Regions from separate parts of the Aedes aegypti genome. Here region 2 is linked to region 1. A link is a contact called in public Hi-C data. All regions are on one chromosome and are shown on one strand. Each heading gives the region's core, a stretch centred on a gene start, on an enhancer-like site or on the middle of the called end of the contact. The rest is flanking DNA. Distances are from core to core; before and after follow the strand shown.

The links. Hi-C and Micro-C count contacts between places; a contact is called where the count stands out from the background.
Region 2: a contact with region 1 is called in a Hi-C map of whole pupa, with 2.2 times the contacts expected there. The contact joins the enhancer-like site here to the promoter of LOC5569850 in region 1. A contact is called at or near these places in 2 of 2 Hi-C or Micro-C datasets (whole body and whole pupa).

The regions. Positions count from the first base shown.
Region 1 is chr2:351,500,028-351,505,225 of AaegL5.0, forward strand. LOC5569850 (zinc transporter ZIP9) reads right to left here and starts at 2,632. Exons shown (of 2, transcript XM_001658694.2): 1 at 1,847-2,632. The coding sequence starts at 1,942.
Region 2 is chr2:351,550,560-351,556,072 of AaegL5.0, forward strand. LOC5569849 (epidermal growth factor receptor substrate 15) reads right to left here. Exons shown (of 12, transcript XM_021846279.1): 6 at 3,626-3,715; 7 at 2,846-2,887. Among protein-coding and RNA genes, the nearest start is that of LOC5569849, 35 kb to the right of the region's middle. Within about 2 kb of position 3,477, at least 1 of the 3 cell types and tissues checked has open chromatin away from gene starts, as enhancers often do.

The DNA.
Region 1 (5,198 bases), core at 1,382-3,881:
GTGTGGTTTTTCCTACGAGTTGCACTGAAAATTGTTGGCATTATCACTTATAATATTTTCATCGGTGATTTACCCTTCTTTTGAACACAGGCAGCCCCTCAAACTGCTCTGTTAGGATAGATGAAACTTCTCGGTCCAAACCGCGAAACAGTACATCGCGAAATGGTACTGACCGCGAATTGACATGCCGCCAAATGGTACTAACTGGAAAATGTCGTACCGCGAAATGACAAACCGCGGAATGGTATACCGCGAAGTGGATTACCGCAAAATGTTATACAATCATATCATATTATAAAAGACAGTACAAAATTAAACATTTCAGTAACAACATCAGTTTTCTAATTATTATACATATATCAATAACACTTCTAAACTATCTCTAATACCGCTACAACCTACCTTACTAGATAACGCAATACCGTAGAGTGTCGTAATTCACATTTTGGAATATTTCTCAAAATTTGTATTATTATTATTATTAATGAAAATTTGAATTGGAATTTCGATGCATTACCATCATATACAAATAGCAGTATGGGCAAATTTCAAAATTTTTCTTAAATTTCGACAAATATCGGACTAATACGCGGATTTAGGCGATGCGCTGAATTACGGTACCTTACGGTATTACTAAGGTAATAATTACTACATTGTTAGTAAACCTAACATAAAAGTCTATTTTCAATTACCTGTGAGACGCAGAGACCACCCGCACCCACTCTTGCGCCTCGTGGTCTACTGAAAAAGATGTATATTGAACTAATAATACTATTAGAAATAGTGCTACTGATGAAGGTGATCGTTGGTTTCCCAGTCTTGTTAGTGATTTGAGTGTTAGTAGAGACTGGTAGTAGGCCCTGCCGCTCCCTCCAGCATTACGCGTAGTTATCTGGTGTTAGATCATGCGACAGTAACTAAACTCATGCGGAAGGTGTGATAAATCAAGTGTAAAATATATTAAAGCATTGAAGCAATGTCATTATATAACTTAAAACTATTAGACTAGCTTACATTTTATAAGTTATAATAACGATTAATTTTCGCGATCAATATGTTAGCATTAGAGTAATTTCACAATATCAACAATATGTATTCACTTGATAAATAACCGTCAATCCCATCACCCAAGGGCAGGGAAATAATGAAACTTCTCTAAAAAATGGTTGCCAAATATTACGATATTAATATGTTTACTTCGGACAGTCGATTAAAAGGAAGACGTTGATTGAAAAATTCCAATATAAGAGAACGCATGGAAAAATCGTGGAATGTCTAAGTAAAGCTAGTTCCAAATATTAAAAATGGGACAAAGGTGTATCCACATAAAAAAGTTTCTAAACACTTTATTGAAGGATTCCGTTTGATTTCTCCCGATGAGTTATCCGACGTCATATCCGATGTTCTTAACAAATAACGAGCGGTGTAGATTCTACAGAGTAGAAATGCAATTGCTGTCCCATGAACTAACATTTGAAATGTTGCAGTTAAAATGTTGTCGAATCATTCCAACAAACATAACTGAGCAGAAGAAAATTCAAACCCCAATATTTGTCTTACGTAATTAATGGACCGCCCCTAACAAAGTTTTTGTTTGGGATTCTTCAAACTTTGCGAAATCTATTACCCACTTGCTCCACGGTACCTTACTCATTAGTAATAGAAACGTCATGTAGAGTACATATAACCGATTTCCATTTGATGTTTCGTGTAAAATATGGTTCATGTGTTACAAGTCACCCCGTTTGACGGTATTCTGTTGTTTCAGCCTTTTATGATGATGTCCGGGTTTCAGCCTTTCGTGTTCAGCCCTGTGTTGTAACCCCCAAATCAATTCACGACTTACCTCCGACAGTGTCACAACCAGCGGGATGTTCCCTGCCAGGTAGGACCCCACCAGCATCACAATGACCAACAGCACCAACATCACGGTCTCGTCCATTTTGATCGGCCCAAGGTGGATTTCACTTTCTGCTGATTCGCCAATACCCTATAACCAGCCCCGGAATCGATCCAACTCGTCGTGTCGTTTCGATGTTTTCCTCAATGTTCCATTCGCAACCAGGTTCTGGCTGATCAGACTGCAGCTGCAAGCACTAAAAAAGGTAGCAACCTTCCACTCGGAACAACGGGAACGGATTGCGAATCTTGCTGAAATCAGCTTTTCTTTCGCAGGCAGCACCCGCGCGACGTGTCCAATGTTTTTACTACCTTCCTTCACTTATCGCACTTCTTTCGGGGGGTTTATTCTCCCGCACTCTCAAAGCGAGAAAACAAGTGCACTTCGTTCGTCGCTGTTTGCCCAACTAGCGGTTCATTTCTTAGGTCGATTTTTGATGGAACGTCTCGTCGACTGGGAAGTGCATCTGTGTGCGTGTGGATTCGCGTAGTAAATTCGGATGACAGTAGTAACTTACTTCATTGATAAAACTAACCGGTTGAATTGAAATTCTCTAGTTTGGTATTATAGTAGCGTTTAACTGAACAGTGATAATCCTAACCCAACATTGCAGGAAATTTTTAAAAAGTAACTTACCCCACAAAGTTTTCGATTTTTTTCAAAATCTTGGCCTTGATTTCAATTTGGGGGGTTTGTTTACAAAAACACTTCGCGGTCTCGGTGCCGTCGGGTTCGAATGAATGAATTTTACGCGACGTCAGCCATCATCGTGTCCGTCAGTGTTGCCATGTGTGCTGCATACTCACTCAGTGTTGCATCGTCAACGATGTCGCATCGCATCGTCGGGTGTAAATACAGATATGTTCCGTTTTTGTGAACACGTCAATTTTTGGGCTTGTTCATATATTTAAGGGTTAGTTCATATATTTCATAACGCTTAAATTGCCATTTTTGACACCCACCCACCCCCTCGTGACGCTTTTTGTATCGATACTCTACAATTTTTGTATGAGCCGTAACAACGTTAGGACACCCACCACCCCCTAAAGCGTTATGAAATTTGTGAATGAGCCCTAATAACGCTTAAATTGGCCATTTTGAACACCCACCCACTCCCTAAAGCGTTATGAAATTTGTGAATGGGTCCTTTAGCTGGATGAAATGGTTCCCCATTACAAAATCGGAATAATTTTCACACAAGATTGACAGTTACCGAAAAGCTAAACATTACATATAATTTGCAATTGGATTAGATGGACAAATTGATGTGAAGATTTGCGAAAAAGTTACAGTGAGAGTGAGAATCGAACTCACGACTCCCCGATCTCTAGTTGGGGCGCGTTACCACTACGCCATGAGAGGACTCTTGAACGCAGAAGTTAACCTGAATTCGATTTCAGCTCAATAATCACGTGGTCCTTTTTCACAAAGTGCACCTCTTTCGGAAGAATTAGATGCCCATCCAAACACAACGCTTTCTATATATATATATATATATATATATATATATATATATATATATATATATATATATATATATATATATATATATATATATATATATATATATATATATATTTATATATATCCAATGCCTAGCCCGAGAGCGCATTGTTTTTTAGGTATAGGAATAGCACACTACACTAGCCAGCAACTGCGCTGGCTGAGGTTTCTATTGTGTGGGCTACCAATGGGTCGCGACGTTCTCAAACGACCGGTTACGGAACATGAGTCCGTTGCTCGATAAATACTTGTTTTTAATTATGAATCGTGGTTTACGGCTATATATATACACCCCCAGACCATCACATTTCATCACATCACACCTCCATGCGTCAACGTTCCTTGGATGTAGCGCTCCTGAAGCTCGAGCTGTTTAACCGAAAGCGGCGGGCTCGTGTGTGGTGCAGAGCGCCACATCCAAGGAACGGTGAAGCATGGAGGAGGATATGTGATGGTCTGGGGGTGTTTTTCATGGAGTGGAGTAGGAAGCCTCATGAAAATCGACGGAATAATGACGGCAGATTCCTACATCAACATCTTGCGGGAAAATCTGGAGGTTTCGCTGATCCAGACGGGCCTTGAAGAGAAATTCATATTTCTCTAGAACAACGTCCCGAAGCATACTGCCAAGAAGACCAATTCTTTCTTCCGGTCTTGTCGGATTAAACCGCTGGAATGGCCTTCACAAAGCCCAGACCTCAACCCCATCGAGAATTTGTGGGCGATTCTCGATGCCAGGGTTGACAAAACTGGTGTTACCAACAAAAATAATTATTTTGAAGCCTTGGAGCGCGCCTGGGAAGAACTAGAACCACAACACCTACAAAACTTGGTGAAAAGCATGCCGAAGCGCCTCCAGCAAGTCCTTAAGGCCAAAGGAGGACACATTAACTATTAAATTGTTTTTTATTTTTCTTAAATCATCTTTTCTGGGACCAAGAAGGCTTTATTTTGTCATTTTTTTTTTCAATACAAATTGATTTTCTTTTTCTTTGAGTAAAATTCTTTTTTTTTATCAAAATTTCGTAAGTGTAACTTTAAAAGAATATCAAAAAAGATTTAAGTGTGTTAACTTTAATTTAAACCAAATCAATGAGAGAAATTCGAAAACTGGTGAGGTGGGCACTTTGTAACTACCGAAAAATTGTTTCGCAAAACTTCACATCAATTTGTGCATTTAATTTAATTGCAAAGTATACATATGTAATGTTTAGCTTTTCGGTAGTTGTTAAACCTCCACTCGGCTGGTTAGCCGTAAAGACCACGATTCATAGTTATAACAAGTATTTATCGAGCAACGGACTCATGTTCCGTAACCGGTCGTTTGAGAACGTCGCGACCCATTGGAAGCCCACACAATAGAAATCTCAGCCAGCACGTCGGTGGCTAGTGATGTGTGGTACTTTCACTACCTAAAAAATAATGCGCTCTCGGGCAAGGCATTGGATATACATAGAAAGCGTTGTGTTTGGATGGGCATCTAATTCTTCCGAAAGAGGTGCACTTTGCGATAAAGGACCACGTGATTATTGAGCTGAAATCGAACTCAGGTTAACTTCTGCGTCCATGAGTCCTCTCGTGGCGTAGGGGTAACGTGCCCTAACTAGAGATCAGGTAGTTGTGGGTTCGATTCTCACCGAGAAGACGTGTAACTTTTTCGCAAAACTTCACATCAATTTGTCCATTTAATTCAATTGCAAAGGATAAGTAATGTTTAGCTTTTCGGTAATCCATTATGTAGTATACATGCTGTTAACTTTTATTGCATAAATTTGATCAGATTTATCAAAATAAT
Region 2 (5,513 bases), core at 2,227-4,726, 51 kb after region 1:
AAGAATGTCTTCGGAATTATGCGTTACACATAACCCATGGCTGGTCTATTGAGAAATTTTTGATTTGTGAAACTCACGTTGAATCCAAGGAGAGATGTTTTTAACAGAAACGATATTTCCAAATACATTTCATTGTTCTTCTATGAAGCTGACTAACACTTTTGACATAGATACAAAACTGCATCTCTCAAGGATTCAATCAAAGATTTGGCGAAGAATCTCGCTATTTATTTATCCATCAAAGATCTTGCCACGAATTCAGGAAAAATCTTACAAGAAACTTGTTGGGGATGATTGGAAGAATTTGTTGTAAATATCAGAAATCCATACAAAATCTCAGTCACTCAGAAGAACTTTGTCATTGATTAAGGTCTAGTTCAACTAGTAATTTAGACAAGCCTTCACCAAGAACCAGTATTATCATTAATGCCAGGATATCTCTTGAGAAATATTTTTTGGAGATTTACTAAGAATTTCAAACAAAATTGATCGTTTCTAGAATCTTCTAAAAACCCTATTAGCAATCTAACAATAACCTCTTCAGTGATCTCTTTGAAAGAACTTTCAAGAAACTTGTCAATTATCGTTTCGATTTCCGTTAGGATTCCAGCAAAGATCTAACTGAAAATATGCCGTTAATTGAAATGGAAATCTCGCAAGCATGTTTCCAAGAACCTTTCCAGCAATTCCTAAGTACCCTTCTAGAAAAGTTTTATAGATCGATTAAGATTAACTATTTCTCTACCAACTCACCAAAAGTTATTCATCATGCAAAGTACGAGTGACAGGCAGTCGTACAACATCTGGAAAAAATGCAGTTTTGCCCATAGCGCCTAAAATTTAAACAAACCGGAAGTCTTAGGTTTGAAATACATATTTGCCCGGTTAGTTTTTCTAAATTCCAGGATAGTTCCCGTATTTCTCCGGTTATTTGTAATTCCCGGGTTTTTCCTGATTTTCCCAAACTTCTAGAAGAATTCTTGAAATTTCTTTTGAAATGTATTCCTAAAGAAATCCTTAGATGATTTTTTATTGAATCTAGAAAGTATTGACGAGGTGCACCTATTTTTTCGATAAGGAATTTCAGAGAAATTTATAAAATAAATCTAAACAATTTGAAATGAATTAGTTGAGGAATTCCTGGATAAATATTTAGGTGTATTCCTGTCTAAAAACTGTATGAACATTCTTGTTCTATGAAGAAATCGTTCAAGTAAGGGATTGCCTTAGGGTTTTTTTAGAAGTATTCCAGGAGAAGATCCCAGAGAACTTTCTGAACAATATAAATCAAATGGTTATTGAAAAGAATACTAGGAACAATTTAATTGAAAGGACATTGCCAGAAAGAACCTTCATCTCTGAGGCATTACGTTCCCAGAAGGACAGAGCCGGCTTTTCGACTTTAGTGTTCTATAAGAACTTTTTGTATATAATGTGGCAACCGCGTTGAAAAAAATAACTATCAATGATTTTCCCAGGGATCACAATAGGAATAAGCCTTGAAGCTAGGGTAATGATATCTCTATAGATTCCCAAGGGATTTCTCAACGAACTCCTCCGAAGATTCTATCATAGTTTTCTCCAGACACCCCTCATTTATCCGGGAATTCAACCAATCATTTTCCCATGGATTTTCCTACAATTTCCTCAACGATTTTTCAATAATACAACCAATATCTCCAGATTTGCTTTGAATTCCTCCAAGATTTTTGTTCAACATTTCTTCAAACATTAAAACATAAATTACTGCAAGGATATCTTCAGAAACTATTTAAGGAAATATACAATAGATTTCTCCAGTCATGGTTCTATAGATTGCTCTGAATTGAAATCATAATGAATTCTAAATTGATGAAACTAACTTCTGCAGAACTACCTGATGAACTCCTGCTGGAGAGAATTCATGCAAGGATCTCCGGACTGCTGCACCCTCGATCACAGACATATGTTTGTGCCACGAGGTAATCTTGGGGAATAGATGGTGAGAATTGTTAGATAATAAGGTGAATTCTAGACAAACATTAGAACGTTGAGCTGTTGAGCGTAATTCAACTTGCTCATGACCAAGCTGAGGGTCGTGGGTTCGAATCCCACCGGTCGAGGATCTTTTCGGGTTGGAAATTTTCTCGACTTCCCAGGGTATAGAGTATCTTCGTACCTGCCACACGATATACGAATGCGAATATGGTCATTGGCATAGTAAGCTCTCAGTTAATAACTGTGGAAGTGCTCATAAGAACACTAAGCTGAGAAGCAGGCTCTGTCCCAGTGGGGACGTAACGCCAGAAAGAAGAAGAAGATGATCATCAATACCACAATCAGAAAGAGCTAAGGCGGTCTGAAATGGGCACAAATCATCCGACATATCAACATGTGCCTTTTTATATAATATGATATATTATAAGACTTTGTTAATATCTCGAAGACGACAGGGAGGATAGGTCTACAAAATGAAGAGCGCCTACATTTGAGGGTAACTAGTGTCTGAACAAAACGCGTTTTTCGATAACAAAGATTGTTAGGTGGCTACCTACATGTTTTATTGAAGTAAACATAAATGTCCAACGATTGTTATTTGAAACCGGTTTCACGTGCATCGAAAACGTTCAATTTAATCTTAGTCATAAGCGCGAAAGCAAATCTGAACCCGATTTCTTTGCCAATTTATCCAGCCAATTGGACACTTCTAGCAGGAAATGTTATACTGCATAGTCATCACTACCCCTAGCTCTAATCCATTCGACCAGTTAGTGTTAGTTAAACTCACAAAACTATAAAACAGAAAGGAACAAATCTAACAGAAACACAATAGGAAACAGAAAATAAAACTAAACCAAAAACTAACCTGATCCCGGGCACTATCAATGGCACTATCTACCTCAACTTTCTACAGGACGACGGTGAGAGGAGTTTGTTTGCACCAGGTTTTAGGTTTCCCATTCGCATAATTTGATTTCCAAGATGCAATGTTTCCGATTCGGGTTTGGTTTTAGTAGCAACACAACACGCATCACAAATGCACCACCGCACGATGTGTTATTCGGAGCAAGAGCGAAACAATTTGGGTTGCAAGCCGAAATATGCATTTTGGTTTTCAATTCGAGATGGGCACCCCCGTTGATTGTTCACACGCACACACCGTTTTAGAAATAGGAGTTTGAAGGTAAAATTAAGATAAGTGAATAAATAATAACGTCCGATAGGTTGAGTTAGCGAATTGACAGATTCACTGACGAATGCTTCAGTAGTTCAACAAGCATTTTTCAGTGTTTTTTTTTGCTGAAAATGAAAATGTTCCACTTTCAAAGTTACACTGTAAAAACTAGCAGCATGCTATTAGAAATGTTAGTTACCAAGAAAAGTTAGTCATATTGTAAACATCTGGTCGTTAGTTTGAAAGCGATCGCCGTACGCATCTTGGGGTTATTGATTGGTTATCATTAGTAGCGAGTAGAAAACTAGCATTCCATTATCAGTTAGGCTCGATGTTGTGTAAAATTGATAAGTTACTAAGAGATAATGAATGAATTAGCACTCGAAAACGTTATCACTAAGGCGGAAATAATAAAGAAACCGATCGCTTTCCGATTGAAGGGAGCTCCCATGGGGAACAGTGACCACTTACCTGATTTTTGAGATCGTCGAGCCTTTTCTGTGCTTCGCCCTTTTGGTTCTCCAATTGCTTCAGTGTGGCAGTCAGGGTGTCCAGTTCGCTCTGTTTGGGGACAAAAAAGGAAAAATGAGATTGTTTAACCTACACGCAAAAAAATTGTGCGGTGAAAACTACCATTTTAGGGGGTTAACTTAAGCGCTCGCACCGGCAATTTTCAGTAGACCAGAAATGCGCTTGATTTTACCATGTCTGTAGTCGAAATCAGATTGTTGTAAATTATTTTTGTCAAATGTACCAGAAATGTGGTGGGATGTACCGTAATCATAGTAAATTGATCTGAAATTGCATGGTAGTTTCAAGAATGGGCGTATTCAGCTAAAATAGTAATTTTTACTACAGAATTTTTTCCCGTGTAGAAATCCTTTATAAGAGAGATTCGCGGAAGCTGACATTTCTGTCAAAGTGTGAGCCAATCGAGCAGCGAGAGCTGTCAAAGTGTGAGCCAAACGAACATGCGTTATGTTTGTTTTGAACTTTTCTTGAGGAGTAATGTAATCCGCTTGAAATTATTTCGGTAAAAGTAATTTTGCATAAATCAAAAAAATGAAATGTTTTACTTTTTTGAATTTTTGACAATGCGATTTTTAGTTTTTGATTTTTTTCGGCTGTTTATTAGTTTTGATATGTAGCACAAAGATCTATAACGAAACAAAATACACTTGATAGCAATGAGGAAGTCATGTCCGTGTTACAATATTATTCTCGACGCCGAGCAAAATCAGCACTGCTGGTCTGTTGCCAAATCATTCCATTTTACTTCCGCTTATCTCTCTATAAAGGATCACTAGTTTAACCTGTTGCTAAACGTGGCAAAATTGAAGAAGGGAGTTTCTTTGGATGAATGCGCTGATCCTTCTAAGGGTGGAATGAATAATGATGAAAATTGCATCAAAATAAGCAATTCAATGCTTTAGACAAATTTTCCGATCTTTAAATCGAAGCAGCTTCTAGGAACAGGTCTTTCGGGATATAGGCAGGTGATCTTGAATTCCGTTAAGGGAATCTACATTTCCTTCCAAATTGCAAAGAAAGGAGACCGCCGCGTTTTGCAGGAAGCTATTAAAGATCGCATACTACTTCTCAAACATTTTGTAGAAAAGAGGAACAAATTTTGCACTTTTGACGACAAAACTGAACGTTTATTCAAGGTAAACTTGAAATGTTTTTCATATAATGAAACCGATCAGGCAATCGTTACTAAGATAATTGGAAGGAATATTAAGGTAACCCAGGGCAAGTGAGAATCTGGGGTAAGTGGGGCGTTTCGTCATAGCTCACTTAGCAAAAGTTTTTCATGGGGGTATTCTTCTAGGAAGTTGAAAATATAATGACAAGGAATGTATTAGGTGCATAACATATTGTAATTTTTATTACCATGTAACAGTTGTCAATTCAGCGCCATTTTCAACTTGCATAATACATTTTGACACGTTTCACGTCTTGCATTGACCCGCAAAAAATAAATGTTTTATAAATTGAATTTCCATCAGTAAGTAACAACTTTAAGTATTATTACAAGCTGCTAATGATAAACCGGTATTATGTTTTCATTTCATATGAAATTTTCGATGATCTAACTTACCCCAAAATTTCTTTGTACCCGGGGTAAGTGGGACCTATCAAAACAAAAACCAGAATCAAAACTTTTCGTAGACGTTTTATATATTTTCCTAAAGAGTAACACTAAAACATTAAAACAAATGATTTTTATCAAAAAAGATCAATCTCAAATTACTTAATTGCATAAGAGGAAGAAGAAATGTGTAATTCTTCTATATATTTTTATTTGGTTTTTATTTTTGATATACGACTTCAAAATTGAACAAAAACAGAGATGAAA